Regions from separate parts of the Gossypium raimondii genome. Here region 2 is linked to region 1. A link is a contact called in public Hi-C data. All regions are on one chromosome and are shown on one strand. The core of a region is the stretch at or near the end of the contact, and the rest is flanking DNA. Distances in the headings are between cores, read along the strand shown.

What was found. A called contact is a pair of places that touch in the nucleus more often than the background predicts.
Region 2: a contact with region 1 is called in a Hi-C map of leaf, with 2.9 times the contacts expected there. The contact joins the enhancer-like site here to the promoter of LOC105784560 in region 1. A contact is called at or near these places in 2 of 2 Hi-C or Micro-C datasets (both in leaf).

Annotation. Positions count from the first base shown.
Region 1 is chr1:16,212,771-16,215,470 of ASM2569854v1, reverse strand. It overlaps LOC105784560 (protein ALP1-like), which reads left to right and starts at 1,371. Exons shown (of 3, transcript XM_052632396.1): 1 at 1,371-1,602.
Region 2 is chr1:16,378,178-16,380,877 of ASM2569854v1, reverse strand. No RefSeq gene overlaps it. Among protein-coding and RNA genes, the nearest start is that of LOC105784599, 19 kb to the left of the region's middle. Within about 2 kb of position 1,322, the one cell type or tissue checked has open chromatin away from gene starts, as enhancers often do. A contact at or near this core is called in leaf, where this site is marked.

The DNA.
Region 1 (2,700 bases), core at 122-2,621:
TTTTCAAGGTGATCCGATCACACCTTCAATAAAGGTCGGTGGCGACTCCCATTTTATTTTTTTAAAGTCGATCCCCTTTTTTTAAAATTAAAAATGGTTTCGACACTCCACTTTGGTTTATACAATTATTTTTATATACCAAATCAATACCATACATCATCACACAATGTCAAGAGTTACATGATCCTAAATAATCCTTTTTTATTTCACACATATTTTACATTTTATTCAATTTAGTCTCTAAACTTGAGATAAGTATATCTTTCGATTCTTAGCTTCGGATTAAAATTCAATTTCACATTCTTTCATTAGGGACCCTATAGTTTCTATTTCTAGAAAAATATTATGATGATTTTACATTTATTCAACGTGATCCCTAATGTTACAAGTGTAACAAACAAGCTTAACTGACTTTCTAATAGTCCTTTTTCATAATCTAAGCTAAATATCTATCAATTCCAAACCTAATTCGTCAATATATCAATAATGGAAACATGTTAATATTTCAAAAGCTAATCGAATTGGTACATGGGCTAGCTAAATCGAATTGGTACATGGGCTTGGTTTTCTCACCTTATTAATGGTCAAATGCCAAAGCTAAATTCTAGGTATTTTCTTCTTCAAAAGGACGGTGAAGTGAGGAAGATGACGATGGTTGTCATCTTTTCCCACTTTCTCTTATATTTATACTTTAATTAGATTTAATTAATCTAGTTTAATTTAACTTAATCGAGCTTAATTATGTTAATCAAATTATTATAACTTAATGAAAATGTCATCATCACTCATTAAGTCTCACTTAAAATGGTTTAATAACCATTTTGGTCCTTTAGATAATTGCTATTTAAGTCCTCAAGTCTTTCTTTACTTAAAACTCAATAGCAATTGACTTTTACAATTTATCCCTGAGTTTTAATTAGCTATTATATCAACTAAATTACTTGACCATTTTTCAATATATTTTTATATTAACTCTATAATTATTATTTTATATTTACGAACTCAGTTTACGAAAATGGGGTTTCAAAATCACATTTTCCAGTACTACTAAAATTGAAAACGTTACAATTCTTCATTCTTTAAGAAATTTCGTCCTCGAAATTTACTTGAGAAAATATAGGGATACTAAGATCTCATAGCCTCTTCTAACTCCCAAGTAACTTCTTCTGTGTTGTGACAGTGCCATGATATTTTCTCCAATGCCACACACTTACACCATGTTTGGTTCGATGGAATTGGTATCCATTCCATCCCTATTCCGTGCGGTACAGTAATTCCGTCCCTATTCCATGTTTGGTTCAAAGTTTTCTATTCAGCCAACTATTCTATTCCGTCCCTATTTCGTGCGGTCTTGTAATAACCATTCCGGACATGTTTGTCTAAATTGCTATTCCAAACCACCCGTAATAACATTTTTCCCCTTTTTGGACCAAAATAGCACGTGTCTGTTCTTCATCGTTTTCACTCACTTCTGTAGATTTCTTTCTTAAAATTTATCCCCAAACTGAACCCTAGAAATTAGCTCCTTAATCGACGACAAATCAAGCATCCATTTGCCATCTTCATCTTCATCTTCCTTCTAGTTGAACGTTATTATTTACAGTAAGTGCCTTTGATTCCATTTTTTTCTCTGATTTTTTTAGTTAAAGTTATTTCAGTTCTTTCAACTTTTCTTTTCCCCTTTCATATTTGGATATAAACTAGCAAAGCAAAGGTTGTTTCCAATTATTTGGTTTGATATACTTTATGCATCTTCTTGGGCTGTCTCTTTTTGCTTTCTGTTGCTGTTATCGCTTGTATTTATCCATTCAAACTTCAAATATGAACATGAAAATGTTATAAAAAATGTTCAAAATGAAAAAAGAATAAAAGGTCTTTGTCATGCTAAAAGTGATTACTTTAGCTTCAAAGAAGTCTGGTCGTTCTACAAATGTGAACTTTTCCTATTGTGGTTGTGCTTTGTTTTGGATATCTTGGTGAAATAAGACAAACCCAAATTTGCAAATTTGATATTCACTTTGAATGTTCCTTTTTCTTGGATATGGAAGGAAAAAAATTAGGATCTGTAAATTTGGTATGCTTTGTATATGAAATTTCTTGATTGGAAAAGAAAAAGAAGTTCGGTATTGATTTCTCTTAACTGGCTTTGCTTCAAAGTAGTTTAGATGCATTTCATAAAGATTATATGCTTTTCTTCTTAATTTTGTGTTAAACATTGTTTTTAACATATCCAATTTGATATATGGGATGTAAAAGCTTTTTGGGTTTTAAGAAATGCAACCTTTTATCTAAAGAGATTTCAGTAGGCGAAAGTGCATCATGTATGTGTACACTTAAATTTATGTTTACACTTAAACTCTTCATGGACTATATTTATGGAATGGTCCCAGGATGCTATGTTCAAAGCTTAACCTTGTTTTGATCTCTAATTAGTTTATGACTAACCCCACCCCAGGATTCCTGCGTTTCTTTTATCTACACTTTCTGAGTTTAATATAGCGTTTCCTTTATCACTTTAAGTTCATTAAGCTTGCCATATAGAGTTTTGCAAACCTTTGCTAAGTTTAATATGGATGATTTTTTTTCTACTTGGCCCTTCTTTTGTGTTCAATGGCATGCAGTTTCTTGATCTAATTAGATTTAAAGTAGTTTATAGATGTTAAAACTAAAGTACTGATCCCATTGAGGCATACCTCCTGT
Region 2 (2,700 bases), core at 73-2,572, 170 kb before region 1:
TTATTTTATAATATTTTTTATAAGAACTTTTTTACCAACAACATAAAAGTGGCTAAAGTACATAGACCCCAATACACTCTCATAAACGTTAGATCTCTTAAGTTGACTCCTGTGTGATCTATGCCACCTACCTAAATCTCCACCACCCCTTTTTAGTCTTTGACATAAGATCAACCAAATCTGATGTTGAACAATAATTTTGGACCCACCCACTTAGCTTTAAGCAAGGTAAAGTTTTTGGCTTTATTTATAAAAGTCAAGACTCTACCTAAAATCCAAAGAAAAAAAAAAAACTAAATACACTACTATTACATGACATAAACAAAATATATAATATTTTAAAATTTATTTTTCAAAATACATCTCAAATTTTACCTAACATAAATTATAAAAGTATTAAAATTGAGTTAATATGTAGTTTATTCCTTGACTTATCTAAAAGTATCTAATTAGTACTTAAATTTATATCACGTTACACACATTGTCCCCAATTTGTTAACAAGTTAATTTTTTAGGGGTTAACATATAATTTACTCCATGTGCCACTATAAAACACATCAACATAAAAAACCATGTTAGTATGGAAATACTAACCTAGATGACGACATACAAACTCAGATACGAATTCAAGTACTATCTAAATACTTTTAGACAAATTCAAAGAAAAACTAGATATTAATCCATCAAAATTTAAACACAACTATAACGTAATTAAAAACATATGAAGTACCGGATATGATCTGAAGGGAAAGTTTTGCTTTTGCAAACACCTAAATGATTCAATTTGAAAGAGTCCTAGAGAGAGGGAATTTGGGATTTATTGGCAGTTGGGGACTTTGGTTCATTATTTCTCAATGCGATGGGTTGACACGTTATTTGTCGTTTTATCAATAAATTTATAAAAATTGTGTATCATTTTACGATTAGGAATGATTAAAATCCTTTCTTTTTACGTATTTGAAAAAAGCATTAGTTTTTTTATTTCAAGTGTATACCAAACAAAAAGAAGATTTGCTTGATTAATTCCTTTGAAAAGGGAAGGATTGAGATGAGTCATAAATGTATGGACTTTAGATAGCAAAGAAATGATTGGATTTGAGATTATTATGGGGATAACATCTTTTTTATTTCCTTCAGAAGGGTATAAACAAAAGCTTTAATCAAAGGTTATTACAGAACAAAAAGCATGGAATTGTTTATGTATATAGATGTGGGTGTGAGAATGTAATAGAGAATATGGAAGATAATGATGATGATGGGGGACCCAAGGCATGATAATGGAAAGCGAAAGAAGGGTAAAGGGAACAAGCGTGGTATAAAGGAAACATAGAAGCAGTGGAAGATGTAGGGATGGAGGGGGACAGGGGGTTCAGAAAATAGAAGCCTCGTTTTGTCTAAGGGGTTTTTTCATTATAAATCACTCAATTATCACTTCCCTTGGCTGGTTCTGCCCCTGGGCAGGGCATCTTCGCATCGATGTTTGTGAACACTGGGCCAACACTCAAGCCTATTTCTTGGGCTTTTTCTTTCCTCTTTTGTAAAAAGGCACGCAACTTTCTACTTTTTTTTTTTTCAAATCACAGTGTGATTTTCATCTCCATACTAAATTTAAAGATTTAGTTCAGCATATTTTGATCGGTTCTTTTTTATTGACGATGTATATCTTAATTCAAATTATTAAAACTTTTAGAGTATGTGTGGGTGAAATATTTTATTTTATTAAAGTTTTTAAAATTTTAAAATAAATTTACTTATTTAATAAATATATTGAAGAATTTCAAAACTCCCAATTCAACAAGAGATTTCATTAATTCAATTTATTTTTCAAATTTCACTTAAGAGGTGTCTTTTCAAAATTCCTCATAATTTTATTTGATTTAATACATATGATCTCATTATAAGACAAAAAGTTTAAACTTCAAAATTATTTTTATTTAATTCTAATAAATACTTTTTAGAATTATTTTATTAAAAATATTTATAATTTTTATAAATATAAATCCATATTGAATGTTTTTATATTATTTATTTTAATATAATTATTAATTTTTAATTTGTAAAATTTTAGCAACCTAATTTTTCCTAAATCAATTATTTATCCAAACAAATTAATTACAAATACTAGCATTTTGAATTAATGGATTCTAAAGTGTTAGCATTTTAAAATTCTCAAAAAATTAAAGTTATTCATCTAAACGCACTCTTAGAAAATTATATTAATTAACCAACGTGAATTGTAAAAAAAAGTTCAAGTCATAATGTTCAGCTAAACTTTTAAAACCAATGGAAAACAATTATTTTTTTGGTCATAACCAAGGAATATATCGTTGGTAGTGAGACTGATCCTCTTGTTGTGGGTGCTTTTCGAAGAGGTAAATGGTCGACCATAAAATTTACTTCATTTTCATAAGTGGGGATTGAACCCCAACCACATGACTAAAAGATGAAGTGAGCAACCATTACAACACACCTCATAATTTGAAAACAATTATTTTGATGAACACAATTTCACCTTTTTAAATGACATAGAAAAAGAATTGTTTTCTCTTTTAAATTCACATTAGTCAACTAACGATATGTTGTAATGATGTAAATGATTTTGTCGGAGATCAAGTTTTTCTGAAAGTATCTCTATAGAGGAAAGTTTTGAGGTTCGGATGAAAGGGCAAATTGAGTCTTAGGTTCATTGGACCTTACAAA